Linked DNA regions of Ovis aries: region 2 is linked to region 1. The links are chromatin contacts, called in public Hi-C maps. All regions are on one chromosome and are shown on one strand. Each heading gives the region's core, a stretch centred on a gene start, on an enhancer-like site or on the middle of the called end of the contact. The rest is flanking DNA. Distances are from core to core; before and after follow the strand shown.

Region 1 (4,606 bases), core at 710-3,209:
AGACTACAGGAAGGGAGGGAGGGAGTGATCAAAGATGAGGAAATGCTCTTCAGATAGGGGAAAGGAAGAAGTATGCTCCAGACAGAGTGAAAGCCTGTGTAGAGGGACAGAGGTGCTTGGACGTCAGGCGAGTTCGTCTGGGCTGGAGGCCATGGCTCAGGGGCAAGCCAGAGAAGCTGAGGCAGGAGCTGGGGAATCTCTGCTTTTTCTTTTTTCCCTTCCAATACAGGACTACGACTTAGGATTGGAAACTTGTTCTAGAAAGATGGCTTCAAGAGACCCTTTGGGAGCATTTGGGAAAAGAAGTCAGTCAGGGCCGAGGGCCCCAATGCATGGATTCATCATTACTCCTCTCATCTGCAAAAAAGAACTGCAAATTTCATGAGAAAAGGAGCTATTTCTTAGTATTCTTTTACATTCTTCAGGCTTTAATACAGTACTATATACAATAACTTTATCTAAAAATTGGTTTTTATGTATTTTTTAGATCAATGAAAGTAGTATGTTGCATCTGGTTGCTACCTAGTCCTGCTTTGTAGCCTAATCAGTTCAGATCAGTCGCTCAGTTGAGTTCGACCCTTTTCCACCCCATGAACCGCAGCACGCCAGGCCTCCTTGTCCATCAGCTCTCAGAGTCCACCCAAACCCATGTCCATTGAGTCGGTGATGCCATCCAACCATCTCATCCTCTGTCGTCTCCTCCTCCTGCCCTCAATCTTTCCCAGCATCAGGGTCTTTTCAATAAGTCAGTCTATATAACAATGTAGCCTCATAACTGAGGCTAAAGGTAATTATTTAGAATACCTGGGAAGCTAAAAGGGCTAGTGGCCTCTTTGGGATAACTTCTACTTACTTGTCTGCCTGGATAATTTGAGGGGTGACACAGGATGCAGTCAGTTTACCATTTTGAGTCTATACAACAGGATACATTACATTTGGCTTAATTAGTATAAACATAGCAGTTACTTAATGAGTCCTACTGTGCCTTTTGCATTATACTGTGTTTAATACAGAAATACAGACAGGAGTAAGGAACAGTCTCTGCTCTTAGGAGCACATATTGGGCACCGAAAGGGGGAAACAGACATTGTAACTTTGGTATTAATATAATCTCTTAAAGCTACGTGAATGGTATGAACAAAGTGCTGAGGGAAATAGAGAAAGGAGGTGACAGAACAGCTCATAAGGTTGTGGGGATTTTAAAAAAGTTCAGTTCAGTCGCTCAGTCGTGTCCGACTCTTTGCGACCCCATGAATCGCAGCACGCCAGGCCTCCCCGGAGTTCACTCAAACTCACGTCCATCGAGTCGGTGATGCCATCCAGCCATCTCATCCTCTGTCGTCCCCTTCTCCTCCTGCCCCTAGTCCCTCCCAGCCTCAGAGTCTTTTCCAATGAGTCAACTCTTCGTATGAGGTGGCCAAAGTATTGGAATTTCAGCTTTAGCATCATTCCTTCCAAAGAACACCCAGGACTGATCTTTAGAATGGACTGGCTGGATCTCCTTGCAGTCCAAAGGACTCTCAAGAGTCTTCTCCAACACCACAGTTCAAAAGCATCAATTCTTCGGCGCTCAAATTTCTTCACAGTCCATATATGTGCAAATAAAAAAATGTCATACTCTTAACTCTGATAATTACATAGCAACCCCTGCATTTATACCGGTGTTGGCGATCTTGGCAGACCATGAACTCCTCGCCTTTCAGGAGTTGCTAGTTCCCTTAAGCCTCAGACTACTTTAAAGTCTGGCTGAACTGAGGAGTTTCTGGATAGTTATGCAGGACTAGGCGGGAACAGAGGATCCCACAGTTCCTGCGAATCCGAGCCTGTGGAGGCGGTTATACTCCGCAGATTACGGCAGTGGGCGGGCCCCAAATCCCCATGTGGTCCCGACATCATTGACATGGCGGAATCCCCCATCTAACCCTCCTGGTAGTTATTTGAGCGGCGGCGGCGGCCGGAGGAGGAGGAGATCGGCGGTGGAGACGGCGGCGGCGGCGGGAGCAGCGAAGGGGCGGCAGGGATTCTCGGGGCTGTCGGCTGGGGAGGCGTGGGAGACCCGGTGTGTGGCGCGCCCGGAGCCCCGCGTTTCAGCCCCAGGGAAGGTAAGGGATGCAGGAGCGGGAGTCTGGAGGGGACCGGGATCCCAAGTCTCTGCCGCCACTCTCGGCGCGCTGGAAAGCCCCGTCCGGACGCAGAGTCCGCCAAAGTGCGTGCCTGTCCCGCAGCGCTTCGGGAGCGCCGGGCTTCCCGAGGAAAACTTGCCGCCAGAGTGCTGGGGCGCCCTGCGCTGATCTGGGCACCCCGGGAACAGGGGGCCCGGTGTGGGGGGTGCCGGCCTCCGCTTTGCGGCCGCGTCTTACTGGGCTCCGGGCCCCCGCTCATCCACACAGCTGGCCAAGGTTTGGAGGAGGGAAAAAAACGGGTAGATTCTTTCTTGATGGAAAAAAAAAAAAAAAAAAAATCTGGGCAGTGGTTCCCGGGCTCTCCCTCCCCCCTCGTCCTCCCCAGCCTTCCCAGCAGATTTTGTCCGAGGAATCCGCTCCCCCTCCCGGAATCTCCGCGGCAGGAACGCTGCCCAGGAGGGGGAGGGCGGGCGGAGAGGCCGAGGAATCTTCGACGTGTCACTTTCTGAGGCCGTAGATTTCCATATGGTGGAGGGAGGAGGGCGGGTGTGCGAAGTGGGGCTGAAGTCGGGCCGCCTCTCCGCGCCAGGCGGGGGCGGGCCGGGACCTCCGACCCGGGGATGCTCGCGGGGAGGGTCCCAAGCCCGAGCCGGCCCCCCCCGCCCAGGCCAGGCCTCTCAGGGACACTCCCCGCCTCGGCGCTGGCCACCTCAGTGCGCGCCACGTCCTCCCTCCCCGTCCTGCCCCCCGGGCTCCCCCCGGGCTGGGGGCGGTAACCGGCGGCAGCGGCTGGACTCCGCGAGCCTGGCGGCTGGAAGCTCGGGCGGGGGAGTGGGGCTCGGCGGGAAGGAGCGGGCGACCCGGTGTGTGGGCCAGCGTAGCTCCGGTCAGTCGGTCACCCCGAGGGGCTCCCGGGCCGGGGTGGGGCGGGCCGGCGGAATCCGCGCCCCGAGGCGGCCGGGAGGGGCCGCGCGGACCGTCTGGTGCCCGCGGCTGGGCGGGGGCCGGCCGGCGTGGGAAGGGCTTGTCACTCCGGGTGGAAAGTGGGGCCTCGGGCTGTGCCCGCGAACTTTCCCAAAGGTCCGGTCCCCGCGCCCCATAGGAGCCCGAGCACCCGGGCCTGATGTCCCCGGAGACGGGGCAGGGCCGCCCGGCGGCGCCGTTGGCGGGGAGGCTTCCAGGAGTGCGCGGTTGGAGCTGGAGCTTTTCGAATCTCAACTCCCACCCTTCTATCTTTGACTAAGGGAAGCGATGGCATTTTATCTGGACAGTACCGTTTGCGGACTGCCTTAAAAGTTAAAACTTTTAATTTTTTTCTCATCAGTCCAGCACGTTCTTGAAACAAGATTTGGAATTTGGCCGCAGTGGGCCGACGCCGGGGCCGCAGATTCATACGTTGATCTCTCCATCCTTGTTGGTTTCTTGTCTCCCTCCCCCTCTTCCACCCAGGCTTAATCATATTTTGGAACGGGCGAGGTCTTTTGTTGGGTGGGCACCCCCCTTGATTGCTTGTCTGTTTATTTTTTGATGTGCAGTTAATTTGATTTGAATTTCCTCCAGTTTCCAGGCTCTCGTAGGGAAAGCTAAGGAAGAGGGAATATGCCACTTTTTTTTTTCTTTTCTTCTTTTTTTTTTTAATGTGGAGAGAGGTGGGGCATTGGGAAAGGGGAGGCACGGTGGTTGTGGGCAAAGAGTCAGAGGGAGCAGACAGACCCGGAAGAAAAGGAATCTGCTCTGGAATAACACTTTTTTTTTTTTTTTTTTTTTGAGGCTTCTGGCCTCTGGCAAAAATGCTCTGTTCTGATTTCTACTGCCTGAGCTGCTCTTTACTCTCAAGTTAGAGCTGTGACTCGGGGCCGGGACTACGCCCGGGGGAAGAGCCCATACAGCCACGCCAAGAGCAGCCTGTAGCCCTGGTTTTGTGCCTTGTATGGGGGCCAGTGGTTTCCCCCGGTTGGAAGCGGCCTCTGTGGAACCGGCGTTTTGTAAATTTCCTGGCTCCCGGGGAGCAGCTGTTAATGACGGTAAAGTCTTTGGGCTTGCTTTCTGGTCCTGCAAAGGGACCTCACCTGTAAGGTCACTCGCCTCCCTCCACCATATGGAAATTCTCACTTTGTTTAGACACGAGAGGGTCACGCACAAGCTGGCCAAGAATGAGGCATACTTGGTAGAAATAAAAAGTCACTAAAAAATGGTACTTAAACTCGTATGCGCTTTTAAAGTGTTTTGGTTTATATGCTCCTAAGAGGAAAGAATTCTACATAAAGATAGTGTTCATTTTAAAAGAGATCTTAAAACTGTAAGATATCATCATGGAATAGGAGGTTGTAGCTTCTAATTACAGTATGTACAATTTCAGAAAGATATTCCAGTAACCTTTTAAGACAGACTTTATAAATAGCTCACGTCAGACCATGGGCTATATTGGAGAGCCAGTCTTCTGGGGTTTCTGGAGGAATGGTTGGGATTAGTTAGGAAGCTGG
Region 2 (4,534 bases), core at 158-2,657, 160 kb before region 1:
GAACATCCTGATGAAATAACAGGTATCTTCTCAAGCATCTTTGCTATTTGGAGGTCAGTGCTAGGGAGGAAGGCAAGGCAACCCACTCCAGTATTCTTGCCTGGAGAATCTCATGGTCAGAGGAGCCTGGCAGGCTACAGTCCGTGGGGTCACAAAGAGTCGGACACAACTGAGTGACTGAGCATGCACGCTTAGTGCTAAGCATTTTACCTGTATTGGCTCATTTAATCTTCACAACCATCACCTAGTAAGATAAACACTAATTTTGTTCCTATTTCCCACGTGAAAAAACAGTCCTCGAAAATCTAAGTGACTTGCCCTTGCCTAAGGTCGAATCCCTGGTAGACAGTGGAACTAGGACAGGAGCCTAGCTGTCTGACTCCAAAAGCCTTGTTCTAAACCATAATCTTTTCATCAACAAAATTATTTTCCTCATTTTATTTAAGGAAAACGAGAAAAGGTACTAACATTGCATAGGCTATTTAATCACAAGTCATCTGAAAGTGGTCTGTGTTTTCCAGATGTTATCTTGAAGGAGATGGTCAAACCTGTCCTTTGAGTCAAAAGCAAATACAAACTACTTTCTTACAACACATGAAAATTAAGAGATGAACTTTTGCGATTGCTTAAATGTTGATGAGCCCATCATCTAAATTTTGAATTACGATTCATGAATGGAGATCAGTAATTCAACCAACTAAGGAATTACTCCTCAAAGTTTATTTTATAACTGCATACATTTCCATCTTTGCCCTTTACTTGATAATTGAATTAACAATAAATTAACTGAGGTGAAGCTGGTTTAGTGAAAACAATGTGAAAGTCCCTAATGAAGCTTGTGCCTGTTGGGGGATAAATTCATATCAAAAATTCAAAAATAATATAGTAGAACTGAACTTTGAAGGGGTGGAGAGGTCTTGCTTTTGCTTTAAATCATTTAAATTAAATGCAATGAAAAGTGATCAGAGTGCTTATTTTTACTTTGTTTTGTGGGAAATTGTGCTGGGAAAGTGGATCTATTGTGCACAAAGGATGTTGGCTTTCTGCTGCAACCACCAGGCAGGTTGAGTTGAGAAACAATTAGCTCAGTCAGCAAGCCTTTGAATCTGAATAAGCCAGGAAGTGGTCACTCCCCACGACAGGGCAGAATGAAGGGAATGAAGGCGGTGGCCCCAAACAAGGAATGATCTCTCTGTCTGTGTCTGAAGTATTAGAATTTATCGTGTCAAATTTATGTCGAGGATTATTTCACTCCATTTTGTTATTATTTCACTAAAAACAAACGTAATCTTGTTTCCAAGTGGATCAACGGTCCACATGAGTCATGGCTACTGTCTCTTAGAAACTTCTGTTTTTCAAGGCCTGACATAGTCTCATGTTTTGGTAACGAGACGGCTTTGAGACCCAGGACCCAAGTCACAGAGGAAAATGCAGCATTTATACCAGTCTGCTGGCTGGGTTCTCATTACTCTGGGGGCTCTCAGTGTATTCTCTGGAGTTATTGCTTTCTTCCCAGTCTTTTCCTGCAAGTTTTGGTTCACAGGATGGAGTGTCTGGATTGCTTGTCCCATCTGGAATGGAGTTTTGGTAGGAAAATATTTAATATGAATGTTTTTATTACACATGTGGAGAGAATAAAGGAAAGAGGGAGGGGAAAGAGGGATGAGAATGATATATCTTTTAAAGTTTTTCAACAACATGAAGACATAAAAATTCTACAGAAAATCAGATTGTACCTTAGAACATTGATTTCTATTAGTTATCTTTTAAAATACAAGTTTTTCTTAATGTCATTTAATTATGTATACAGTATATCAGGTGGCAAACCTGCCTGCCAATGCAGGAGACATAAGAGACATTGGTTCAATCTCTGGGTTGGGAAGATCCCCTGAAGGAGGGCATGGCAGCCCACTGCGGTATTCTTGCCTGGAGAATCCCATGGACAGAAGAGCCTGGTGGGCTTCAGTCTGTGTGGTTGCAAAGAGTCGGACATGGCTGAAGTGACTTAGCATGCACACACACACAACAAGTTAGATATACTATAACGAAATGCTGTTCTCTCGAAAGTTACTTTATTTTACTGCTCTCACCTTGACATTCTGGGAAATTGGAATCTATCTGTCAAACTTCGAGTTTGGAAAGAAAATACAAACCATGAAAAATAATTTTTAAATGAACAAAGTAAAATAATTTTCAGGCAAATACTTTTATTAGAAACACTAAGGTGTGTTTATGTGACCAAGAAGTTTGCAAGCCCCAGATCTTAGGGGCTTAGCCCCATCATTTTCTTTTTTTTTTTTTTTTGTTTTTTATTTTTTAAATTTTAAAATCTTTAATTCTTACATGCGTTCCCAAACATGAACCCCCTTCCCACCTCCCTCCCCACAACATCTCTCTGGGTCATCCCCATGCCCCAGCCCCAAGCATGCTGCACCCTGTGTCAGACATAGACTGGCGATTCAATTCTTACATGATAGTATACATGTTTGCACTGAAAATAACTGAAGAAGTTGGGTGATCGGCTTCACTAGCTTCATATGTTGCCAAACCTGCATGTGCCAAATACATGTGGATACTAAGCAACTGCTCAGTGTCTGCCTGTTAAATGGTCTCACAGTTGAACAACGATATGGTGCCTCAGCTTCCTGGGTCAAAGAAACAAACACACTTAGCCTTGGAGTAGGTGGCCACCATGGCGGCATGATCGAAGAGGAGTTACAGAGGCCTGAGCGCTCAACAAATCCTTCTCTCATTGTTTCCCGGGATGCCTGATACTCATTACTGGAAACTAGATAATTCAATTTTGAAACTTGTTGATCTTATGGAGTTTTCTCTTACAATATAGCCACTGTTGAGAGGGGCAATATCTTGTCCTTTTTCTAAGATTTTTTTTCACACAGACCATTTGAAAAGTCTTTATTGAATTCGTTACAATATTCCTTCTGTTTTATGTTTGTTTTTGTGTGGGTTTTTTGTTTTTGTTTTTTGTTTGTTTTTTGGTCTTTTTGGCTGTGAGGCACGTGGGATCTTAGTTTCCCGACCAGGAATTGAACCCTCACCCCTCTGCATTGGAAGGGGAAGCCTTAAGGGAATTCCCTTAATTCTTTTTTTTTTTTTTTAAATCAAACTTTAATGGAGACACCGTTTAAAAGCAAATCCCTAGGAAATATCATTTTAATTTATTTATTAAATAAATATACATTGATAGCCTACTGCAAGCTTGAGTTACAATGGAAAAGTAAAATAAAGTCTTGCTATTAAAGGCACGCAGTCTGGGGGGGGAGTTTAACGATGGTGTGCAGGTGGAGGAACACCGGATGGGAGGAGCAAGGAACTGAACGTGGAAACCACTTGATGGCATTTTTCTTTTCTTTATTTAACACATTTTTTTACAAGCACCACCCAAGTGTTGAACTTTTCCTCTTTCCCCCAACCCCTACAACAAACCACATAGTCATTCAAGAAAATGTTTATTTAACATCTACTAGAATGCAGAGATGACAGTTACACTTATACAAATGACTACCAACTTCTTTGTTGGTGATCCAGAGTAAGAAAAGTATTTTACATCAAGACCTGAAATGTACATAAATAAATCTTTCAAGGGAAAAAGATAGATATTGAAACATACATATAACTCGATTTATAGAACAAAAGATTCACAAAAAAATAGCTTCTATGTGAAGCAAATTCTCGTATTTTCTATTCAATTTTAAAAAGAAAATTCTGACTTTACAATTGACCCAAAGTTTAACAAAACCATGGTTATAGCTCAACCCTGTGTCCCTTTCTTATAAATCTTTGCTTATCCCTGCTGGGTCTATCATAATATAGTCAACAGATATTGGTGATTTGATTTAGTTCACAAATTATTGAATATAAGCTTTCTACACCAAACACCTGTCTCACTAATCGTGCTTCATTTAGCTGATCAGGCCCAGAGAGATGATCTGGTAGCACAGAACTAGTCAGTGGCTTTCTGACCTTGCGAGTGGCAGTATAGGGAGGTAGAGTCAGAGAGTTAGGATTTGGGAAGGTGGGCCTTGTTCAAGGCCTGACTTTGACATTCTTGATATGTAGTCAAGAGCAGGGCCCTCATTCAGCTGGCTCTTCATTGCCTTTACCTATAGAACATGGACTTTCACAGGTAGAGAGCCCATGTGAAACTGTCTAACCTAAGAGGCTCAGAGAGAAGGAACACAATTTGAACAAAGACTTCATAATAAAGAGTTTTGCCAGTTTTAAAGCCCTACAAATGCTAGTTAATGCCATGCTTTTGATTTATGCCCCACTCTCTGCCCAAGCCCTTTGTTCCTAATTCCTTGCACCTGCCTCACTCTCCCACTCTGTTCCCTGGTGACATGCTGAGCTCCCTATCGTGTTACCTCCTGGCCCTCACCTCCTGCCGCTCTACTTTTATCTCATTTCTTTCCATTCAGCTCATTCACATTCCAAGGTGTGTCTGCCTCAGGGCCTTTGCACTGCCAGTTCTCTGTCTGAAGCCTTTTCTCACACAGCTTATTCCCTAACTTCC

Evidence for each region. Hi-C and Micro-C count contacts between places; a contact is called where the count stands out from the background.
Region 2: a Hi-C map of tail adipose tissue shows a contact between it and region 1, with 2.3 times the contacts expected there. The contact joins the promoter of TMEM212 here to the promoter of FNDC3B in region 1. A contact is called at or near these places in 3 of 16 Hi-C or Micro-C datasets (liver and tail adipose tissue).

What each region holds. Positions count from the first base shown.
Region 1 is chr1:216,167,445-216,172,050 of ARS-UI_Ramb_v3.0, reverse strand. FNDC3B (fibronectin type III domain containing 3B) reads left to right here and starts at 1,959. Exons shown (of 26, transcript XM_015092550.4): 1 at 1,959-2,102.
Region 2 is chr1:216,327,403-216,331,936 of ARS-UI_Ramb_v3.0, reverse strand. It overlaps TMEM212 (transmembrane protein 212), which reads left to right and starts at 1,407. Exons shown (of 4, transcript XM_015092554.3): 1 at 1,407-1,587. The coding sequence starts at 1,429.